Linked DNA regions of Mus musculus: all the other regions are linked to region 3. Evidence: chromatin contacts called from public HiChIP or PLAC-seq and promoter capture Hi-C data. All regions are on one chromosome and are shown on one strand. The core of a region is the stretch at or near the end of the contact, and the rest is flanking DNA. Distances in the headings are between cores, read along the strand shown. Region 1 holds the start of Cd53 (CD53 antigen). Region 2 holds the start of Nras (neuroblastoma ras oncogene). Region 3 holds the start of Mov10 (Mov10 RISC complex RNA helicase). Region 4 holds the start of Atp5pb (ATP synthase peripheral stalk-membrane subunit b). Region 5 holds the start of I830077J02Rik (RIKEN cDNA I830077J02 gene). Region 6 holds the start of Hipk1 (homeodomain interacting protein kinase 1). Region 7 holds the start of Csde1 (cold shock domain containing E1, RNA binding).

The links. Promoter capture Hi-C pulls out the DNA fragments that hold promoters and counts their contacts. HiChIP or PLAC-seq counts read pairs in DNA pulled down with a chosen protein or histone mark. Capture Hi-C pulls out chosen DNA fragments and counts their contacts.
Region 1: a contact with region 3 is called in a promoter capture Hi-C map of pre-B cells, with 3 times the contacts expected there. The contact joins the promoter of Cd53 here to the promoter of Mov10 in region 3. A contact is called at or near these places in 1 of 39 promoter capture datasets (pre-B cells) and 1 of 484 Hi-C or Micro-C datasets (B cells).
Region 2: a contact with region 3 is called in a promoter capture Hi-C map of neutrophils, with 6 times the contacts expected there. The contact joins the promoter of Nras here to the promoter of Mov10 in region 3. A contact is called at or near these places in 3 of 39 promoter capture datasets (liver, neutrophils and pre-B cells).
Region 4: an H3K4me3 HiChIP or PLAC-seq map of embryonic stem cells shows a contact between it and region 3, with 4 times the contacts expected there. The contact joins the promoter of Atp5pb here to the promoter of Mov10 in region 3. A contact is called at or near these places in 1 of 39 promoter capture datasets (pre-B cells), 1 of 484 Hi-C or Micro-C datasets (embryonic stem cells) and 3 of 115 datasets of contacts at active chromatin or transcription factors (embryonic forebrain and embryonic stem cells).
Region 5: a contact with region 3 is called in a promoter capture Hi-C map of the C10 cell line, with 2.8 times the contacts expected there. The contact joins the promoter of I830077J02Rik here to the promoter of Mov10 in region 3. A contact is called at or near these places in 2 of 39 promoter capture datasets (the C10 cell line and embryonic stem cells) and 1 of 115 datasets of contacts at active chromatin or transcription factors (embryonic forebrain).
Region 6: a contact with region 3 is called in a promoter capture Hi-C map of liver, with 5 times the contacts expected there. The contact joins the promoter of Hipk1 here to the promoter of Mov10 in region 3. A contact is called at or near these places in 5 of 39 promoter capture datasets (the C10 cell line, HPC-7-derived erythroid cells, hippocampal neurons and 1 more), 1 of 115 datasets of contacts at active chromatin or transcription factors (thymic regulatory T cells) and 1 of 9 other capture datasets (liver).
Region 7: a promoter capture Hi-C map of adipose tissue shows a contact between it and region 3, with 2.6 times the contacts expected there. The contact joins the promoter of Csde1 here to the promoter of Mov10 in region 3. A contact is called at or near these places in 3 of 39 promoter capture datasets (liver and neutrophils) and 1 of 9 other capture datasets (adipose tissue).

What each region holds. Positions count from the first base shown.
Region 1 is chr3:106,788,152-106,791,593 of GRCm38.p6, reverse strand. It overlaps Cd53 (CD53 antigen), which reads left to right and starts at 1,445. Exons shown (of 8, transcript NM_007651.3): 1 at 1,445-1,627.
Region 2 is chr3:103,056,688-103,059,726 of GRCm38.p6, reverse strand. Nras (neuroblastoma ras oncogene) reads right to left here and starts at 1,442. Exons shown (of 7, transcript NM_010937.2): 1 at 1,287-1,442; 2 at 695-822. The coding sequence starts at 805. Csde1 (cold shock domain containing E1, RNA binding) reads right to left here. Exons shown (of 19, transcript NM_001161854.2): 19 at 1,541-2,841. The coding sequence ends at 2,794.
Region 3 is chr3:104,816,480-104,819,677 of GRCm38.p6, reverse strand. Mov10 (Mov10 RISC complex RNA helicase) reads left to right here and starts at 1,373. Exons shown (of 20, transcript NM_008619.2): 1 at 1,373-1,742. The coding sequence starts at 1,606.
Region 4 is chr3:105,957,075-105,960,527 of GRCm38.p6, reverse strand. It overlaps Atp5pb (ATP synthase peripheral stalk-membrane subunit b), which reads left to right and starts at 1,265. Exons shown (of 7, transcript NM_009725.5): 1 at 1,265-1,380; 2 at 1,630-1,666. The coding sequence starts at 1,341. Wdr77 (WD repeat domain 77) reads right to left here and starts at 1,030. Exons shown (of 10, transcript NM_027432.3): 1 at 830-1,030; 2 at 390-575. The coding sequence starts at 944.
Region 5 is chr3:105,930,729-105,933,930 of GRCm38.p6, reverse strand. I830077J02Rik (RIKEN cDNA I830077J02 gene) reads left to right here and starts at 1,267. Exons shown (of 6, transcript NM_001033780.3): 1 at 1,267-1,373.
Region 6 is chr3:103,789,761-103,792,984 of GRCm38.p6, reverse strand. It overlaps Hipk1 (homeodomain interacting protein kinase 1), which reads left to right and starts at 1,710. Exons shown (of 16, transcript NM_010432.2): 1 at 1,710-1,990.
Region 7 is chr3:103,019,059-103,022,143 of GRCm38.p6, reverse strand. It overlaps Csde1 (cold shock domain containing E1, RNA binding), which reads right to left and starts at 1,598. Exons shown (of 19, transcript NM_001161854.2): 1 at 1,475-1,598.

The sequences.
Region 1 (3,442 bases), core at 196-2,695, 2.0 Mb before region 3:
AAGAATTTTTACCAATCCTAAATCTGATATGGGACTAATATCCATTATATACAAAGAGCTCACTAAGCTGAACTCTAGAAATTCAAATAACCCCATTAAAAATGGGTTACAGAACTAAACAAAGAATTTTTGACTGAGGAATATGGAAGGGCTGAGAAGCACTTGAAAAAATATTCAACATTCTTAATCATCAGAGAAATGCAAATCAAAAGAACCCTGAGATTCCATCTCACACCAGTCAGAATGGCTAGGATCAAAAATTCATGTGACAGCAGATGCTGGGGAGGATGTGGAGAAAGATGAACACTCCTCCATTGCTGGTGGGATTGCAAACTGGTACAACCACTCTGGAAATCAGTTTGGCGGTTCTTCAGAAAACTGGACATAGTACTACCAGTAGATCTAGCAATACCTCTCCTGGGCATATACCCAGAAGATGTTCTAACTGGTAAAAAGGACACATGGTCCACTATGTTCATAGCAGACCTATTTATAATAGCCAGAAGCTGAAAAGAACCCAGATGTCCCTAAACAGAGGAATGGATACAGAAAATATGGTACATTTACACAATGGAGCACTACTCAGCTTTTAAAAACAATGAATTTATGAAATTCTTGGGCAAATGGATGGATCTGGAGTATCACCCTGAGTGAGATAACCCAATCACAAAAGAAATCCTTTGATATGCACTCACTGATAAGTGGATATTAGCCCAGAAACCTAGAATACCCAAGATAGTTTTTTTTTAAACAAGATTTGTTTACTTATTATGTATATGTATATGTATATGTATATGTGTATGTGTATGTGTATGTGTATGTGTATGTGTATGTGTGTGTATATGTATAATGTATATGTATATGTATATGTATATGTATATACTGTAGCTGTCTTCAGGCACACCAGAAGAGGGCATTAGATCCCATTTATAGATGGTTGTGAGCCACCATGTGGCTGCTGGGAATTAAACTCAGGACTTCTGGAAGAGCAGTCAGTGCTCTTAACTGCTGAGCGATCTCTCCAGCTGCATTTTTGTTTTTCTAGTTCATGTTTTGATACACCTTTGTCCAAAAGTAGATATTCAATCCTACACAAGTTTATCTCTGTGTCCTCTACTATGCTATATTGATCTACAAGTATGGTTTCATTCCAGTACCATGCTGGCTTGGTCAGTATGGTTTAGTAGTATAGTTTGTGGTCAAACGGTGGGGACACATACACAGAAACAGACCCACGGGTATTTTGTAGTTGCTGCTTCAATTGAGAAGCACTGTTCTATGGCCAGGAAATATCACTCAAATTACTGTAAAGTTCACCAGAACTCAGATTGGTGTGTCAGACCTTCTTTAGCTTCCAGAAACCAGCTTAGAATAGGCTGGGAGTGGAAGCCTCTGCAAGTTCACTGAGGAACAGTTGACTATCTGAGCCTAAGAGAGAACACTCAGTCTCACTTCCTCACTCTTCTCGCTTGGGTTTCCTGTCGTCACAGCATGATTGTATTTTTTCTCTCTTCACTTCTCCTTTTACACAAATAGACATAGACTTCTGGGTTACAGGCTGTGCTGGCCACCTAAAAGATAATCAGTGAATTCTACCTGAAGTACTGAGGGACACTGCCTTCAAAAGGTAAGATTTATGACTTTTAACAGCTCTAAATCAGCTAATAAGGCACATAGCATTTTGAGAGTCTCCACACATCCCTTTAGTAACTTTAAAATGTGATGTGTTTACAAATATTTAGATCAGCACTTCCCTTAGGCAACTGGGCTAGAAATACTTTGATTTAATTGGTGTTTTATTTTCTGATATCTCTTTGGGCCTAAGTATTCATAAGCTTACATTATTATGCCACTTGAATTGCTTACTGTATATGGTGGTTTCTAATGCTTGAAGTTTTTGAGGTGAGATGAGATGAAATTGGGGAGATCTTCTATGTTGTTTTTTCTTCAAAAACTTGAAGTTTCATTTTAGAGCAGGGAGGAAAATCATAACCAGAGTGATTTAGAACAGTAGCCAGAAGACATGTTGTCTTTGTTTGAAAACATTTTAAAGGAAAGTTAGTGCTGAGAATGTCATGTTTTGATATAAGATAGATACAAAAAACCTGCAACATAGGTGTTCTGCAATGTACTTCATGTATTTTATTCCTATGGCTTAGTTTGGGGGAAGGTAAACATTGTGATCTGAAGGGCTTCTTTCTTCACTTTAAATGGTCTGTGATACACAAAGCTTGAACATTGACAAATTTCACATAAAATGTGCAGCAGAGAGGAAACCCACATAACTTGATACAGTAATAGTTTCCAACTTGCAAGCCATTCTAGGGTGTAAGTATTCAGCAAAATGATAGTCAAGCTTTGGTCAATACAAAATGTCTGTATCAGGTCTTTCTTGGTCCAAGAGCTGTGAAGAGCTCATTTGATTATAATCTAAAAGGGAGAAAGTAAAGTATCCATGTCCACATTTTCTCACCTAAAATTCAAGGGAGATGATTGGGAGTTAGTTGCAGCTTGTCAGAGCCACCCTCAGAGGCTACTAAACCTTATGTTTATAAATAGTGACCTAAGTGAACTAAGTTAAAAACCATGGGTTAGGCACCCTTTGATGTCTGACAGTATACTGTTGATACAGAGGAGAAATGAAGAAGAATGGAGAATTTGCCCAGTAATAGTTTTTTCCATGAGGAGCTTTTCTTGGTAATCATATCTATTAGAAGATTGAGCCAGAGAAGAATTTTATCTGCTGTGTGAGCAATGTTTTGCTTTCTCAATCTCGATCCAAATCTTCACTGCTTTGAAACTGGTTGATTAAGAGCAGATGCCAAACTGAAATGTGGTTTCCTGTGTGGGCCAGTTAAGGTTATTTTGCTTTTAGATATGATGTTTGCTTATCTTTATGCTCACAGGAAGTGATTCACAGCCTAGGCCAACACAACTACCTCACTACCACTCAAAGGATTTCAAGTTTTTTGTTAGCAAGAGGCAAATATATAAAGGAAAACCTCTGTTGTTTTGATATCTTCTATGTCCTCTGACTGCCTAGAAGCCTCAGACTAGTGCTTAGCTTCCTCATTCCCCACTACCCTGCAATGTCCCAACAGCCAGGCACTGTGCTCAGGTTCTAGAAACACAAAGTTAACGGATGTGGTTGTCAATCACAAAGAGATTACCATGGAGGGCAGATATTAGGACACACATAACACAAAATAATATGCTCTTTTCTATAAAGTAGGGAGAGTGCACACAATATACAGGAGTTCAGGAGTTTTCCAAAGACTCCCTCAGAGAGAAGACTACTATGAATGTATTATAGAGACTGGAACCATTAACATTTCCAGTTACAAGGCACTACATATGTACTCAAAGAAGTATTACTCCCCCACTTCCTGCCACAGGCATGGTAGAAATGAAATTAAGCAAGAGAGACTAATCACATGGTCAC
Region 2 (3,039 bases), core at 193-2,692, 1.8 Mb after region 3:
AGACCTTATCTGTGGTTTTGGAAATGTGCTTATATTTTGTTTCATGAATATATTAAAATGTAACCTGTGTAGACATCTGAATTTAACTAACATTCCTGTGTGTTAGAACAGGTTTACACATGAAAAAAATATTTGGTTTTTGTAAACAGGGCCTCAGTAAGTAGTTCAGGCAAGCCTAGAAATTGAAACCTCCTCCCTCAGCCTCTTGAATGCTTACAAATTGGACTTATACATACCTGCACCATTAATCCCAGGGAAGTGATAGAAATTTAACGTCATATAGAAATATGAGACTTGTAAGGATTTAGGTGATTTTCCTCAATATCCGTAACTAAATTGTGAAGAAATTCCTAGATACAATGACTCAAAATCTCAACTTGTTTCTACCCCAACTCAATCTGGACTAGATCAAAAATGACAACTTCAGACTATCCAGAGCTCTGAGTTCTCTATCCTCACTGTATGATCGCCTACAATCTTTTTCCTTGTGACCTACGTTTCTATTAAAGAGCTGTGACATAAAGAAACAATGAAAACTGTGTTCTTTTAAAAGGAAATCCTCAGTAAGCACGAACTTGTTTACTGCTTTTTTGGAATACCTCCTTGCTTTCTCTTCTCTTTACTTTCAAAGAGCCGTTATGGGCAAGAGAAAGCCCAAAGTGAGGATAAGGGCCAGGCAGGGGCTGGGCCTCACCTCTATGGTGGGATCATATTCATCCACAAAGTGGTTCTGGATTAGCTGGATCGTCAAGGCGCTTTTCCCAACACCACCTGCTCCAACCACCACCAGTTTGTACTCAGTCATTTCACACCAGCAAAAACCTGTAGAAAAGCAGCAATTACGATTAAACTGGCAAACCAAACCTACAATACTTCAAGGGCTTCTATGAGTTTACCAAACTCTTCTGTTTCTAAGGCACCCATTCGATACACGTGGCCTTCCACTAAGTTCTCAAAGTGATTCAGAAACATAGCATTCCTTGCAGATGAGTGCGGGCCAGATTATTGGATTAAAGACCAGCGACTATTTTTTCAATCTACTCGGCCCCGCCCTCAGTTTACGGGAAAAGAACCCCCCTCTTCCAATTCCTGCAAACCCAAGCTCTGGGGTCCGCCTGGCACAACCACTTCCCGAAACTCCCCTTTCCGGCTCCGAAAATCACCCCAGAGCCAGCCAGAGTCCCCCACCCAAGCCTTTGTTTCAGCTCGCCAAGTCTCCGCGTCTCCCCGCCCCGCCAGGCGTTCACACGCTGAGAAGTCCGACGCCAGGCAGGCCGGAGCTTTACCTCAAACTCCGCAGACCCCGCCTCGGGAGGCTTTTGGACTTCAACCTGAGAAGCTGTTGGAGACCCCGAAACCGCCATGAACAGCCCCCGCCAGGGAGCGGCACTTCCGGCCCCACCCGCTACGTAATCACTAGGCGCCCAAGGCGCCCCAGTCCCCGCCCCAGCCACGTGGGCCGACGACTAGAGTCTTGCAGCCGGCCGCACCCAGTCCAGCCCCGCCCCGCCCCCATTTCAATAATGAAAGCGCTAGGTGCTAGTGTCTCAAAAATCAGTAAAACTTTATTCGCTTCCATTCTTTCGCCATTAACATAAAACCGGAGAAAGCAAAAATGTTTTGTGTTTACAAAGATAAACGGCCTCTTTACCCAGAGTTCAAAACCTCAAATGACAACGGGGAAGATGAAAGCGCCCTCCCCGACAACCCCTGAGCTGACCCTTGTCATTGTTAGACAAAAAGCCTTCACTCCACTTGCCAGGGACCCTGTTTGGGGCCAATTCAAGATGAAGGCCGAGAAATCAGGCCAATCCGTTCCCGTGATACAAAGTTGAACAGAAGCTACACCAAGGATCAAGTGCCTGTATTGAACAGGGCACTGGAACCACGGGGCTATTTATTAAAAAAAACAGGATTCATTTCAGGCACAACTTTTTTATTATTATTATTTTTTTGTTCATTTTGTTTTTAAATCAGTAAAAGAAACTGGGTCCTAGAAGCTGCAGTGATCTAAGCAGCAGCAATTTTGTGCATTCGTCTTTTGTTTAAATATGTTTAAATTATCACACTGCTGGCACACTTCATTTGCATGAAATTCTGCACCACACATACTAATTGTAGTAAAGTTATTTACCCCCCCCATCCCAGGAAGAAAAAAAAAAAAAAACTACTCGGGAAGATAATTTTCACTGAAATGTAATCAAACTTCGTTAAGTGGATTGTGACAAGATTATAAATGATATGAAAATAACATTTTAACATTTGGCCATCAACTTAAGAATATCGTTTGCTATATAAATTTTTGCAATTTTTAAAGGTAATATATTCTACCTTCATATGGTCCTCAGAATTAAAGCATAATGAACAGGGAAAAAATAGGAAAAGAATGCAGCTGAGTGTTAAGTCATGAAGGTAGAGTATATACTGACTAGAGTGCAGAATTTCATAGGGCCAACAAAGTAACAGTCTGCATTGTTCACTTACACAGGCCAAGTGGAATTTGCAATTACCAGTTGCGTTAAATGCACCAAATAAAGCTCCTAAATTGACACTATAAGGCGCCACCTTTAAGTTTTCCAGGCTGCAACTGTGCATAATTTTAAAATGGTTTCTTAAATTTATTTATTTTTTTCTTTAAACATAACACGAGGAAGGTGTTAAAACTGGTGTAATAGCTCAATAGAATAAGTATTCCAGATTTTGGGAGGGATGAAGAGAAAGATATTCAGAACCCTTCACCAGAATCCCCCCAACTCGACCATAGTGAATTAATGATGTGCTTTGTGGACGTGGTTAGTCAATGACACCAGCTTGACGGATCTTTCTTTCTGCACCAAATCCCTATGAAGAAATATAACAGTTAATGATTTGAGTGTATTGACAATCACAACATACAATTCTAAAATCAACTATGAAAGTATTTATCATATCCACTACCAATTCTCTCCTAAGAGTAAGAAACTTATTAAATAGAATATACCAAGAAATGCACTTCTTGGTGTAATCAGTTATCCTACCATGGGCAAAGCAGAGAGTGGG
Region 3 (3,198 bases), core at 124-2,623:
CTGTATGTCTAAAAGGCACTTTTATTGTGCTCATCATAGGTGTATTTGTAGGATTTTGAAATGATAAAGAATAGCAATTTTGTTTTTGAGACTGTCCTGCTGTGTAACCCAAAGTGGCTCAGACTCTTAGTAGACCTTCCTCAGACTCTCAAGAAGTGGGATTACAGGCTTGGACCACTGTGCCCCAAAACAACAGTACTTTTTAGAAGTCTATTATCTTCTCTGAGCCTGCATCATATAAAGTGGATGGGAAGGTCTGGAGGTGTTAAGCATCTGGCTACTCCTAGTTTTTCCCTCGAGTTTACATCAATTTCTAGGACGTAAGATTTCCCTGTTCCTGTAGTCTCCATTCCTGACTGCATAGCATACTCTTGGCTTAGGAGTAGTTAACCAAGGGGGAACTTGACCCTGTTCAGGGCATTCCCTACCCTGGGTTAGACTGTTGCTGCCTATAAGGAACCTTGGAGAACAGTAACTTTGATACATGTGGAATTCTGGTAGATTAAGCCTTTCTCACTTTCTCATTGTAGTGTGTATGGGGTTTGTTTGTTTTGGGTTTTGTTTTTGTTTTTTAGTTTCATTCCAGGGGATAAATAGGTGCAGAAGGCTTGTTTTACATTTGTTGTTATAGTAGCCCCACCCCTTAGTTTGCCTAAGCATATTGGTCTACTTCTTTTCCTGGTACTAATGTTGTCAGTGTTAACCATTTATTGCCTAGCACGCCTGGCTCTCTAGGTGCTAATGTTTTTTTGACTGGCTGGGCAATCATGATTTACTGCCAATAAGTAGTGAAGAGTAACACAAACCGAGTGCCCAAATGCATAGCTCAAGAGCAAGAATCTCCAACCTTGAAGTATTATGAAGCCTGTGTGACCCAGAAAAGCAAGGACTGGGTCTTGGCAGAAGCTCTTGTCCCTCTCTCCCACACGCACACCCCTTTATCTATAGAGACACTTGCTCTCCCTCCATCCATTCCCCACACACACACACACACACACACAACTTTGACTTCTGCCTTCCTCTGTATCAGAAAGCCAGAGGAGGGAGGGAATGGGGGAGGGGGCGTGCCGCTCGCTTCCGTACTGGTTTATGTCCCTGGCAGTCTGGGGGAGGTGCTGGACGAGCGGCCCCAGTCCAGCTGCAGCCGACCCATGTCCGGGGCTCTGCCCTTTGCTCTGCAGCTTTTCTATGTCCCGAGGCTCTGGAGAGTGGGCGTGGGAGTAGCCCTAGCTGAGGCTCCAAGGTCCTCCGGGCTGTTTAGGGGGCCCCAGGCGATATCCACGTTCGGATCCTGGCTCGCTGCCAGGGGAGGGAGCTCGGGGTAAGGGGAGGGCCCTGAGGGAGGGGTCAGACTCCTTAGGAAAGAGTTAATGTGAAGGGGGGGAGGGGATAGGACGAAGAGACCGAAAGGAAGGCTCAGGTAGGAGAAGGACGGAGGAGGGGAGGCAGTCGGGGAGAAGGTGGCTGGCCGGAGCAGACGTCAGAGGTAGGGGGCTTTTCCCCTTTGCACCCTCACCCCAGACCAGCCAACTCTAAACCGCGGCGGCGACTTTCAGTTTCATTTCCGCGGACCCTCCTGCCTGGGCCGCAGCCGCCGCCGCCGCGATGCCTAGCAAGTTCAGCTGCCGAAAGCTCCGGGAGACCGGCCAGAGGTTCGAGAGTTTTCTGGCCGAACGTGGACTGGACCTGGAGACAGATCGTGAGCGGCTGCGGACGATTTACAACCACGACTTCAAGCCCAGGTACGGGCCGGCCCACCACGGGCCCCAAGACGCGGGGCCAGCGCCCCGGGTGGTGGGGCCACCTTCCCGCCGCGGGTGCACAGGGATGCAGCCCGGGGCCGATCAGGCCGGTCCGGTCCTGGCAGACCTACTCCGTCGTCTGCCCACGCCCAGCCAGCGCCACCCGTAGCCCGCCCGCTCTGCACAGCCCAGCCCGGCGGGGAGGGGTCGGTGCCCACGCGCGGCTCGCGGTGGTCGGGGCTCGATGGTGGGGGAGGGGAGTCCCACAGGGAAGGCGCTGCAGGCGCGGGCCAAGCGGGGATCCCCGCCCCCTTGTTAAGGGAGGACTGCCTGCAGGGTCCACGCTGCGGGAGAGCTGAAGAGGCCCAGGGTAGGCGGGAGAATCTCGGGGAGCTTTAGGGAGAAAAGAACACAAACTGCGTAGGCAATCAAACCTCCCTTAGCACCTGTGGCTTCTCCATGGAGACTCGGGGCCAGGGACAGCCTCCTAGAGGCCCCTTTTCCCTATGGCTGAAGATATTTGGTTTCCTTTTCCTGTTACCACCCAAGTAAAAAAATCAAAGAGACTTCTGTCAAACCATAGACGAACACCTCTAGCAACAGGCTGCTGCTATGGATGGAAGCCGGAGAAGCAATTTAGCTGGGATGAGTGTAAAGAGGTGCACTAGTAAGCAGGGGAATGGGATTGGGCCTTAACAGATTTTGAGAGATTTGCCTTGCAACTGACCAAAATGCTAGTATGGGTGAGATATGGCTGCTGTTACGTGATTTGGGGCGAGTTTTAGACGGAATTAATAATGATAGTGTAGCTTGAGGCTAGGGGAGAAGGTAGGAGTCCGCGTTAACCAGAATATTACTGTTATTCATGAACATGTCTTAAAAGGAACATTAAAAGGGTTGAGTGGCTTCTTGAAATAGAGGCAAAGACCTGTATTATGCTCTACCCTGTGCTGGGTACTGTGGGAACACACAGATGAAAACTATGCAGTACGCAAGGTATGATATGCATACAGCATAGTCTATAGTATGCCATACAACAGGCTGAAATGACGCCTGGGATGGTAAGGAAAATGCTGAAGGAAGGTAAAGAGCACTTAGCACAGGATGGATAGTCAACAAGTCTCCACCCATGTGTTCACCTATGTCCACAAAGTGCAGTGTGGCTCTGATCACAAGTCCAGTACTTTGGAAGTAGGGAAAAAAGAGTGCCTAACTCCAAATACAACGGATTGCTAGGGACTTAAAGCAGATGTCTGGGTGTTGTTTACTGAATGGAAACATCATACATCAAGAGCAATTCTTGCTATAAACAGACCAGAAGGTTACATATGGAAAGTGGAGGGTGTGGAACTTGATCAGATCATCTGAGCGGTAAAGTTTCTCACTAAGCTAATTTATCAGGGCTATCATTTATTCTAGTCAAGTTTATAACCATACAGGTTGGCCTCAAACTTTC
Region 4 (3,453 bases), core at 16-2,515, 1.1 Mb before region 3:
TAGCTTGTCCAACATTTACCCTCCATCACCTACCAACTTCATTTCTTTGTCTTTTTTAATGCCAAAGCCTACATTTCTCAGCCTGACACTCAAAGAAAGGTGGGATTAAGGACTGTCCAGTGACAGAGCAGTTGCCTAGCAAGGTGAGTCAATTCACAGCACATAGCAAACACAACAGCAAAAGAAAACAGGAGGCTAGGCACGGTGGCACACGTCTTTAATTACAGCACAGAGGAAGACTTCTGTGAGTTCAAGGCCAGCCTGGTCTACTTAGTTTCTGGGACAGCCAAGCCAATAAGGTAAACAACCCTGCTTCTAAATAATAAAACACCTTTTCCCATCCTACCCTGTACCCAACTCTTCAATTCCAGGGGAGGGGGATCACTCACCTGAATCAGAAGCCACTAGGATACCTTTGTCCCCCACCCAAGTGAGGTCAGCTACTCCAGCCTCGGTCTGGACGCCAGCAGAGCAGAAACCTTCGTTGGGGGCCGCACTAGGATCCTTGAAAAACCACAGAGAACCTACCCAGCAGCGACCACTCAGGCTGGAGACCCCGAGCAGAAGGGAACCATCTACGGTGGGGAGAGCAAAGTTATAAGGTGTCAGATGGAAGGCCTTGTTTCTATGGTAACCTCACAGAACCCCGTGGCGGGACCAGTCTGAATCTGAGATCGGATTTGTGGAGCTGAGCTGGGGCAGGGCCAGGACGCCAGGTATGGCCGAGGAGGGCCACACGGCGCTGGGAGGACTCGAGAGGGTCAGCACCGGGAGAGGGCACCCGAGACTGGGGGTAAAGGGGCTTCCAGGCCCCGGGATCTCGGCTCACCAGACCGGTACCGTGCAGCCTCCAATTGACGTTCCATGCATGCGGGCGCATTGGGGGGCAGGTTCCACTCGCGGGCCGCCGGGGGCACGAGCGGAGGAGGGGTGTCCTTCCGCATCTCCACGATTCCAAATCTAACCTAGACCCAGACTCGACGAGAGACCCTGACTCGGCGCCGGAGGGACCGCACACGTGGTGTACCTCTGCGCAACCGCCCCTCTCCGAGGGAATTCGCTCTACTTCTCGCGAGAATTGTGTCTACCCTTCCAGCCTGCTTTTCCGTCTCCTGTCCCCGCAGCGGGATTTTGTTTGTTTCCCTCCCTCAGCCCCACCCATTTTTTCTCCTCTTCTCGCGATAGTGGGGAGGGGGCGGGGAAAAAGCCGAGAACTTCCGAGAAAAAGCGAGCTGATCTCTTCTCGCGAGATGTGCGAGCGGCCATCTTGCTCCTGCCCCTGACAGGCTCGGGTCGGGGTCACAGGGACACGGAGCCCGCTGTCCCGCTCTTCGCAGACAATGCTGTCCCGGGTGGTGCTTTCTGCTGCCGCCACAGCGGGTGAGAGACGTAGAGCCTAGGTTAGCGTAGCAGGGTGACTAGGAAGAAGCCAGGCCGGGGAGGCGGGAAGCGGGTAGAGGACGGACTGCGGCGTTTGGGCCCGAGCTCACCCACGGGAGCGATCTGGAGAGCTCCCGGGCCGCCCAGCATCTCAGGGCGCGGCAGAGACGGATGCCAGGGCCGACACCCGGGAAGGTAGAAACGCGATTTCTCCTTGACTTTGCTAACCTCCGTCTTGTGTATTTCCAGCCCCGTGTCTGAAGAACGCGGCCGCCCTAGGTCCAGGGTGAGTGTCACCACGTCTTATTCTCTTTCCATTTCCTAGCGTCAAGCCAAAAATTGCTGTTTTCCTTCACGTTAGCCAGCTTGCATACTCATTCGGACGTTTGTTCTTCTAATTGCCTTGAACATGATCCTGTTCCTTCCTCTGACAAACACCAAAGAGAGGCTCACCCCTCGTTGTGACCTTCAGCGACACACAACCAAGTTACTGGCTTACTTACCCCCAAGGACAGATCTGGTTAAATACAGCAAAATAAAACCTATTGTTTTGGGTGTCTTCCAGATTTCCATCTTTTATTAACCATATCAGGAGGCCGAAAACACATATGGCTTCGTAAATGCTTGTGTTGATGATCACATAATGTGACAGTGGATAACTTTGTGGAGATCACAGTAACAACCCTAGTCCTAGAGACAGCTACACAGTAGCTCCATCCTCTAATCCGTCAGTAAGACTCAACTCGTGAGGATGCTTTGAGTCTGACTACTTTCACTACCATTGTTACAGCATGAAGCCGCTGCCCACAGTTCTGAAATGGACAATTTCACTAGGCTTTCAGTCTTAACATCTGTTTTTATCCCAATACAGTCCATTCTCAATGTAGCAGAGAGATCTTGGCAGTTCCCCCCACTTAAAACCCTTCAGAGCTCATATCCCTATTGCAATAAAATCTAAACATAGCAAAACCAAGAAAACCTGAATTAACCTCATCTGTGTCTTGGGTCTTTTTTTATGTACTGTTAATGCCAGCCCTGCTTTCTCCAAAGAATGTCAAACTCTTTTTTTTTTTTTTAATAATTTTATTTTTGTGTGCGTGTGTGCTTGCAGAGGCAGAGAAAAAGGTATTAGATCTGCAGCTGGAGTTAGAGGTTGCTGTGGGCAGCCCAGCATAGGTTCTGGGAACCAAATCTGGTCCTGTGAAGAGCAGTAAGCACTCTTGACCGTCTTTCAGCTTTAAGCTCTTTGGTTGTCATTCACCTTGTGGCTTGAGAGATGTGAGTATAGGTGAGGCATTAAGGAAAGATGAATGTAGAAAATTTGCAGGGGCTGGGTTAGCCCGTGCTGTTACTTGTTTTCTGTGGACAGAGGAGAGCCTGCTGAAGAGTTTTCAAGTCAGATCACGATTTAGAAGCATTGGCAGTAATATGAAAGAGCTATATTTAAGGAATATTTGACAAGAAGAGCCATCAGGTTTGGAGTTGTTAAAATAGTTTTAAGAAAATGAAAATAAAGGCTTCAACTGAGATGGTAGTTAAAAGTTCTAAAAATTCTCTCATGGTATGATCTAAACCAGTAGGATTCAGCCTTTAGCTGATTTTCCAGGTGACATTTGACAGTGTCTGAAAATGTTTTTGGTTGCTACCATTCAGCAGCTACAGGGATACTTCTAAACATGCACAGAAGAGCCATCTATCTGCAGCAAAGAACTATGCAGGCCAAATGTTAATCAGGTTGGAGCTGAGAAACCCTAATTTATATGAAAGGATCTCTACCATGGTTCTTCAGTTTCGAAGCTTGGTGGGGTCACTGATGTTTTAGAGGCATAAGGTGATACTCAGAAGGAGGACATAGGACTGAGAGAGTAGCTCAGTGATAGGAAATCCTGTAAAACTCTTAAAGTGCATGGAGTATAGAGATGTAGAGAGTAAAGGACATGTGAGATAGGAAGTGGGGAAGAATCACCCTCAGAACCTTAAGGAGACCTACCTTTGACTACAAATGTGAATGAAAAGCAAAGACTTTATCAGAAGCCTAATCAGACATCAGCCTGCTGTAATTACTCAAAAGAA
Region 5 (3,202 bases), core at 18-2,517, 1.1 Mb before region 3:
CCAGCAACTACATGGTGGCTCACAACCATCTGTAACAAAATCTGACACCCTCTTCTGGAGTGTCTGAAGACAGCTACAGTGTACTAACATATAATAAATAAATAAATCTTTTTTTTTTAATTCTTCTATAACATTGTTTAATACTTGCAAGTTTGAATAGGTAAATTTCTTTTCATTTTTTATTAGATATTTTCCTTATTTACATTTCAAATGCTATACCGAAAGTTCCCTATACCCTCCCCCTGCCCTGCTTCCCTACCCACCCACTACCACTTCTTGGCCCTGGCATTCCCCTGTACTGGGGCATATAAAGTTTGCAAGACCAAGAGGCCTCTCTTCTCAATGATGTTCCAACTGGTAATAAGGACAAATGTTCCACTATGTTCATAGCAGCCTTATTTATAATAGCCAGAAGCTAGAAAGAACCCAGATGTCCCTCAACAGAGGAATGGATACAGAAAATGTGGTACATTTACACAATGGAGTACTACGCAGCTATTAAAAACAGTGAATTTATGAAATTCTTGGACAAATGGATGTATCTGGAGGATATCATCCTTAGTGAGGTAACCCAATCACAAAAGAAGTCACTTGATATGCAGTCACTGATAGATAAATCTTTTTTAAAAATAAAATATATATATATTAATCTTCTGTTCCCTCCAAAGGTATTTCAATGCTCTGAATACACTTGAGTTCCCACTGTTTAATTTTGACAGGTAACTCTTCATTTTTCTATCTCAGCTTCATCTCCTTCATCAGGCCAGATGGAATTTATAAAGGCCTTGCTGTTGGTGATGAGGTCATACTGGTGTCAGTAAACTTCGGGGGTGGGGGGAGGGCGTTAAATAATAAACTCTTCCCTAGAAATGAACTTTCCTCGATCTTCTGGCATTCATGTGTGAAAATGTATACAAGCAACTCTTATGGCTTACAGGATCTTTAGAACTGTGCCACAGGGTGGGGTGGGGCTACGGCTCGCTTGGTAGAGTGCTTGCCTCCCTTTCATGGAGATCTGGGTTTAATCCCAGCACCACACAAACCAGGCATGGTGGTTCAGGCTGTGGTCCTAGTATTCAGGAGGATCAGAAAGGCAGTATCATTCACAGCAGGTGGAGACCAGCCTAGCTCTGTGAGAAGAGAGCCAATCTAAAGAAAAGGAAATGAGGGAAAGGGGAAAAAAAAATACCATTGGCCTCAAAGAGGAAGTCTGTGCCTTGGAGCTTAAACATATCTTTGCGACACAGCCTGAGGGTGACAGTGACAGTGGGAGTAAACTTTGTTTCATCATTTCTGAAAACCAAGACTAGGAACAGAAAAGTCAAACGCTCAGTCTCACAGCTGCATCGTATGACTGGAGTCTTTCTGGAAAGGTAAAGACCCTTCTAATCCAGACTAAATAATTGCCCATCAGAGGACATTTTAATTATCTGTTTAGTGCTGGCTTCTGATGTTGTTCTTTGGGTGGGGGAAGGGTTACATTGGAACGGCTGTGTTGCACAGGCCTCACCGTATGGAGTGTGAGTCTCTCATGCCAGATCAAACTGCAAAGAGCATTGTTCTTGGCTCAACTTTCTGCTTCTGACAAATGCTTGGATTATTGTTATTCTCTTCTGGGATTAAAAAGTGTGTGTGTGTGTGTGTGTGTGTGGTGTTGTGTACATATCAAAACCAACTTTCAAGTCACTTCTTTCCTTCCACCTTTGCATGGGATCTAGGAAACTCAGCCTTCCAGAGTTGTGGGGTATGTACCTTTACCTGCTGAGCCACCCCTCTTGCCCGTATTTTGGTTGGTTTTGATCTGTTCTGTTCTGTTTAGACAGGGTCTCACTATGTACCCCTGACTGGCCTGGAACTCAGGCGCTCCTGAAATTTAAAGAGATCGGCCTGCCTCTGCCAACTTGTGGGATTAGAGATGTAAACACACCATGCCAGGCTCCCTTTGAATTTTTTGGACAGATTCTGTGTAATCCAGGCTAGATTTGACCTCATGGCAATTCTCCTGCCTCAGCCTCTCCAGTGAGTGCCAACACACCTGACTAGATTGTTGTTTTTAAAGGTAAATATGTTTGTTGGGTTTTGTCACCTAGATTTGTAAGTAGCTGTTTCTCTGTGGTGTTGTCATATGACCTAGTCTGTTACAGTAGGGTGGCCTAGGATTTTTTTATGTGCTAATATTTCTTTGAGTTGCTTCTTTATATAGAACCACTCCTGCAAAAGCAGAGGTATCAGTAGCTCTAAATGTAAGGTCTAGTGGAAAGTCATACTCCTCAGGAAGAATACATTTCAATACTTTCTATTTTATAGAACATATAAATGTATACTATAATAAAATACAAAATATGCTAATATTTTATGGTGTTCTCCAATGAATACCATTGACTTATTTTATTTTATTTTGAGACCGGTTCTCCCTATTCATAGTGACTGGCCTGTCCTAGAATTCACTATGTAGACCAAGCTGATCTCAAATCCACAGGCATCACTTCCTATGCCTCCCAAGTGCTGGGATTAAAAGCATGTACCACCTCACATGGCCAACATGAATTTCAAAAGGAACCAAAAGGTGATAGAAAAAGTGTTACCCCTGCTCATTCTGGGTGGACCATGGTCTTCCTGTTCTCACAGTTCAGACTTCCAACCAAATTTTCTTGTCAGCACTTCCCTTTTGCTCTGACAGCGACAGATACAAGAATGCTGAATGGTGAGCTACGGTATAATGCTGCCTTGCTATTGCTTTAATGACACTTGGGGACAGGAATCCTTCTTAACCTCTCTTCCCCTGCCCCCATATCTAAGGATAGGCATATTCACTTATAGAAACTGACTGGTTAAAGCATATGAGCCACTTATGGCATTTTTCTAAGTAAATTGCCTTCGGACTCAGAGGATTTGTAGAACCCCAGTGTTTTTTTAATGATGGGTTTGCCTAAATATGAATTAAAGTTGTGGCCACCAAAAAGTAACTAGGGTTGTAGCTGACATTTTACATGTAAAAGTGCCTGTCTCGCTGTTAGTTATTAAAAACATTGGAAAACATTTGTATAAGCATGGAACTGATTAAGAGAGTCCAGTGTCAGGGCTCGAGAGATGGCTCAGTGCTTAGGAGCACTGGCTGCTCTTCCAGAGGACCCAGGTTCAATTCCCAGCACCCACATGGCAGCTCAAACCATCTGTAACTCCAGTTCCAGAGGATCTAATA
Region 6 (3,224 bases), core at 461-2,960, 1.0 Mb after region 3:
TGAGATGTTTTCAAACACAAAAGAGACATAACTTGAGAGTAAATGAAAAGCCAGTCATAGAGTTCTGGTGAGGTAGGGCAAAATGAGCAATTCATAACTAAAGCTTGTTTGTTAAGCAGATCTGTTTAACACCAGGCCTTTTTCTTGGCTATCTAAGCAGGCATGTTCATTCATTCTGTGTCTTGGTATTTCCAGGGCCAGCCCAACATGAGGACTTTATGTTCTCTAAACACTCAAGAAAGGAAGTTTCTGTGAAAATATGCAAGGGAATCTGTCCTGTGGGATTGAACATTTTGCTAACCCTGGCTCTCCAGGGAAATGAACTTCCTCCCCATTCCCAATGTTAAGAGGAGAAACTCAAACGACTTTCCTTAAAAGGTATGATAGGATAGCCTAGAAAACATTTTGTTAGGTGAAGATCCAAAGAAATCATGGATGTATGAGTGAGGACTGAAAAATATAACTGATAGAAAGGCCTCTCCTAGACCTGCTCTCTGCTCACAGGACACAGGTAAAAATCTATGGTGGTGGATAGTCAGTTAGGGGTTCAGACTGTTCTTGTAAGAAAGAACACATTTTCCATCTCCTCCTCTTTCTTTTTTTTTTTTTTTTTTTTTTTTGGTTTTCAGAGACAGGGTTTCTCTGTGTAGCCCTGGCTGTCCTGGAACTCACTCTGTAGACCAGGCTGGCCTCGAACTCAGAAATCCCGCCTGTCTCTGCCTCCCAAGTGCTGGGATTAAAGGCGTGCGCCACCACTGCCCGGCACTCCTCTTTCTTTTAGGTAGGGCCTCTCTATGTAGATCAAGTTGACAAACTCACAAGAGATCCATCTGCCTCTCCTTCCAGAATCTTGGGTTTAAAGGCATGAATCCTGGGTTTAAAGGCACGTACCATCCTACCTTACTCTTATAAATACTCGACTCCAAGAAATGTTTCTCATTTTAAGAACCAACATTTTACAGCGCGGAAGGCATATCAAGTCCCACAGAATCTCTTGAGGCTGAGTTGGCAACTGTCTACTAAGATAACCTAGTTTTCAGGGTCATTTTTCTTAAACATTATGCCAGGTCCACTTTCCGGAATCCACCGCCTTTCTACCCTTCGTGGAGGTAAGACAATTTTTGTTTACTGCATGCATGGAGGAGCTGAGTTCGGATATTTTATTTCCTAACAGATTCTACGGTGGGAGCGCTTCAGCACAGGGAGGCATCTAAATCCCTTATGCTGCCCTGAAATCGACATGGCAGCAAACAATTTAAGTAAAAACTGAGAATTCTAAACCCTCAGAGTCATCCCCAGGTAGTCAATGTCTCCCTGCGCTGCCCAATCGCTGGGATGTGATTGGGATGTTGGGGGAAAATCACACTGGTTTGGGGTGATGTCACACTAGCTGAGATGACATCTAACTGTAAGAAACCCGACCGCCACCAAACGCCGGTTAAACGACCTCGGAGACTGCTGTGCGGAGAGGACTGGGAAACCGGTCCCCACACACTGTCCACGCTGGCTCCCCACGGAGGCCCACCCACACCCGCGGCCCGGGGCAAGATGCAGTGATCTCAGCCCTCCCGCTCCTCCGCACTTCCGCCTCAGTAGGTGTCATGGCGCTAGGTGGCTGAATGGTTCCGGCGAGGCGGGGCCGGCGGGATGGAGGCGGTCGCTCGGGGCTCCACTTGTCGGGTCTGGTGACAACGGCGGCTGCGGAGCGAAGGGCCGGGCCGTGGCCCCGGACCGCAGGGGAGGCCGAGGCGGGAGCGCTCGGCGCTGAGGCGGCGGCGGCGGGAAGGGGCCGGGTGGCAGGGCAGGCGGGAGGCTGGCGAGGCTCCGGCCGCAGGACGGGCGCGGGGACGGCTCCGGGGGGCGGGGGCCGGGGCCGGGGCCGGCTCGTGCGGGGGGTATGATGACCCGGCTGCGGGGCCCCGGATCGCCTCTCCTCCGCCGCCTCCTCGCGGCGGCCCCGACTCGAGGCTGAGAACTACACACACCGGCGGTGAGTCAGGCTCGGCGAGGGGCTGGGGTCGTGGACTTTGGGAGTCGGCGCCCCGAGGTGGGACGGAGCGAGCCGCAGACTCCCTTGGGTAGCCGGCTTGCTTGGGGTGCCTCTCTCGCCAGGCCCCGCGCGGCCCTAGGCGCCTGGTCGCGAGCGGCCAGGCGCGACTGCGTGCCGGAGAAAATGGGCAGCTCCCCCTGCCTCCTGCCTTTCCCTCCAGATCGTGTTGTCCTCAGGTGACAGGGGTCCGTCTGGCATCTCCCCACCGTACAGATCTCCACCCCAACCGCGGACTGCGGTGGCAGGTTCTTGTGCTTGTGCGTGTGCATGTCACCCCACTCCCTGTAGCTGTAGTTTGGGCGTATTGGTGCCTTTGGGGACCGGGAAACCGCATCTAGAGTAAATCGTGGTGGTCGGGCTGGTATGGAAGCTTTTCTGTTCTCTTGGTTCATGTTCTGTAGTCTTTGAGTATGTAATTTGTGATGGTGGTAACGCTGTGTGGGGACCAGCCCACCTATATGTTTATCTCTGCAAGGCAAAGCTAGAGGTCTAAACTTTTGCAGTCCGTCGTCGCCTTTAAAGCCAAGAACAACAAAATCCAAAACATTAAAAGATGGAAACAACCAAAAGCCTTTGGGTAGGACCCACACTATAAACAGCTCTGTAGGGCAGCGTCCCCCTTTTGTGCTTGGCAACCGAGACCTAAAAACTTGGTCTCTAGGAGCGTTGGTCTAACCTCCAGTTTGTTGTGGTGACGAACCGTGAGCAATGGCCTGTGTGTTTATGCTGGGCGCGTTTTCTTTCCTGTTTGGGAATGGGTACTGGAACGGGAAGCCGGAGAGGGGGTGGGGGCAAGCTCCAGTAAGTGAATCTTTTCTCTACATAACCAGTGACTCAGTTGTGGATACTCATAAGATGCGCATTCTTGTCTCTTTGGTGACACTTTGAGAATTCTCAGTAGTGTAGTGCAGCCACAAACAAGAGTTTCAAATGTAGACTCCGTTGCCCCAGTCCGCTCTTTATCTTGTTTCCTAGTAACTGATGAAAACAGCAGCATGGCTTCCTGCTGTAGACGGAGTGGGGTTAAATTAAGTGGCGGATGGCCTCAGCAAAACCTACAATTTTGCTCTTGTTTGTGTAAAGCTATTTTTGATTCATGGTCTGTAAGATTTTGTTTTTTTTGTTTTTTTTTGTTTTTTTTTTGGTTAAGATGATAGAGAATGCAAACCATTGC
Region 7 (3,085 bases), core at 349-2,848, 1.8 Mb after region 3:
AAAGAAAAGGAAAGGAAAAGAAAGGGGGTGGGGAGGGCAGACTGAGCATTTTGGTAGCTTGAATTAATGCCCTATAATTTGGAACTTATTTTTTTAAAAAGTAGGTTAGAGCAAGCAAGCAGTCTAGACAGCCAGCCATTTCAAGGCTAACCTAGGTTGCACAGTTTAAGGCTATAACCAATAAACAAAAGAAAAACAAACTTGGCAGTTTTGTGAACTAGAAGTTCACATCAGCCTAACATAATGTCCAAACTCAACTACAATCTTTAAACATCCTTAGTTCCTTTCTGCCCGTCCTCCTCAACTGCTTAAACAGCACTATCTTTTTGCTCATTTTAGTTGCAGAACAAGGAAACTAAGTGGTTTAATAATGTTCAGAATGTTTTCTGCAGTGGAAAGTGTTAAGGAGTACTCCCTGCTCACCTGTGAGTCAGGTTGGAGACCAGCCACAAAGGTGTTTCTAAGGTTAACTCTTTAAAGCAAAAGAACCGGGGCACTAAGATTGGGTATGGTTGAAACGTTCGACGGTCAAATCTTCCAATTTAATTTGCTCTCCGACTGGGGCTCTCACACTAGATAGATACATGACAAAGCCAAGCCATTCATTGCACAATGTAGGCCAGCGCTTGCACCACGGAGGGAGGGCATCACGGAACTCTCCTAACGCATGCCATTTACCCCAGACAGAAAGGTGGGAGACACGTGCCTAGAACGGGGCCCGACTCCTTTTTCAAATGCCAAAGGACAGTTAGGTGTGGAGACCCAGCCACAAGAGAATGTGAGTAAAGGTGTCAATTCCGCCGCGCTAGGGTCAGATGTGGCTGAGGGAACAGAGGTGTCCCGCAGCACTTTCCCTAGATGGAACAGGGTCTCAACCCACACACAAAGAAGGCGCCACTGCCGCACTGCGCTCTGGTAGTCGTAGTAGTATCCCCAAAGCCAGTGACGGCCAAGACAGACAAGGTCCCGAAAAAAAGAACAGGCCCTTCTCCCCGGCCTCTTCCAGCTGCACACAAAGGACCGCGCCACCACCCCCTCACCCCTCCCGCCGGGACTTGTAGTTCCCTTTCCCCCGCCAAGCCGCAGAGGGGGAAGAGGACGGACTACAGCTCCCGGCAGCCTTCGCGCCCGAGCCCCGCACCCTCTGCCTCCATCTTGGCTGCGGTCGGAGTTTCCATTTTCGCTCCCTCCCCCCACTTCAGTCACCGACACCGACACCGACACCGCCGCTACCCGCACCCCCTGGCCTCACCTCCTCACTAAGGCTTCGCGGCCGGCCCTGAGGCCGAGACGGTTGAAGCCAGGGTGAAAAAGGGACGCCTGGAGTAGGAACTCACACTGAACTCTCCTCCATCCGGAATTCTAGGAGTGCCCACTCTGACACTCAGAGGTCCCTCCCGTTAACCTGAGTCTCCTCAGCTGTCTTTAACCTGGCTCGTTGCTACCCCCACTTTAACACTGAGGTCGTACTCACCCCAACAGCTCAGCGCCCCCTCTCCAGCGCCGCCATAAGCAGCACGGCCCGGTACGTAGGAATAAATCTCGCTTCTCTCGCGAGAGTTGCAGGCTCCGAGCGCGTGCACGGGAAGGTGGGGGGAGCGTGCTCTTAGTACGCTTGCGCGCGAGGGCTGAGTGACGCCAGCCGCTGACCTGCGTTTAGCCACACGCAAGCCGGTGACTCTTCTTCTCTACGTTCGCCCCTGGGTAGTGCCAGAAGCAATCTCTGCGTTTAGTGACTCTGCTGCGACGCTGGGGGCGGGGCGAAGGGTGAATTTAGGCGTTCACCCGGTGTTCGCGAGCCCGAAAGCTTTCAGCGACGAGGCTTGAGTAGGAAGGCCTTATGAAGTAGGAACAGTTCTGAGGGCAGATCCGGGAGTGTCGTGAATAAAAAGATTTCACTTTCCTCAGCCATAATCCAGGAGTCCAAATCGCAGTTTCTCTTTAGTCACGGGACAGGCTTTCTCCTGTCTCCTACATTAGAAGGGATTTCATTGCTTTAGAGAAAAGTTTTTAACAAAGTAATTTGTAAAGCTTTTGTCTTCCAGAAACTACATTGCTTGCGACAGACAAAAATAAGCGAGGCTGTATTATCAATAAAATCTAAAATTCCCCAAACCACTTTAACTGTCCGTTTCAGTTACCAGAAGATTTTTGTAGTGTGTCAGTCTGAATAAGTATTTAAAAGGCTGAAAGCAGGCTAAAAGCATAATTCACCTGACTGGAGTAGAGGAGTGGAATGGTTAGATCTAACCATTGCAAAGTTATTTAGGCTGCCCTGTCAATAATCTAGAAAACAATTACTTTACTTTTACTATCTTGTTGGTTTTTTATTTTTGTTTGTTTTTTGAGACAGGGTCTCACATGTAGCACATGCTGCCCTGGAACTCTGGGAAATCTGCCTGCTTCAGCCTAGTGGGATTAAAAGTGTGGACAACCATGCCCAACTTCAGTGGTCCTCTTAACCATTTTGGGTAAAGGGTAGCTCCCTGAGGACACTCCCATCTATTTCCTGCTTCTGTGGGAGAGGAGAACATTCTCATCCTGGTGTACTTTCCTTGCGGGGGAGAGACAGGGACTCACCCAGAACTTGCTGTGTAGATCTAGCTGGCCTAGAACTCATGAGATACCCCCCCCCCTTCTCCTGGCCTGGCATTAAAGGGGCGTGCCACCACAACCTGCCAAGTGTACTTCTTACCCATACTTTCAGTTGGTTATTCAGAGAAACTGCAGACCTCTGTAGACATAGGTAGGGCTTTCAGGGGAACAAATTACATGTAATAAAATAAAATAAGCAACAAATATGAATATTGTCCCCCCACTCTGTGTGTGTGTGTGTGTGTGTGTGTGTGTGTATTGGAGACCCCAGTATTGGAAAAGCCAGAGCCATGAGATACCTGCAAAGCTGAAAGGAGTTAAGATCTGAAGAGCCCTTTGACGTCAGACATGGAGATGAAGTTTGGAGTTTGCAAACTGGTTCTCAGTCTTGCTTTGCAGATTACAGTTAAGAGATTGCACAAATCTCAGAAAAGACTTTGAACTAAGTTGAGACAGTTAAATACTAGGGGGACTTTTATTTTTCCAGACA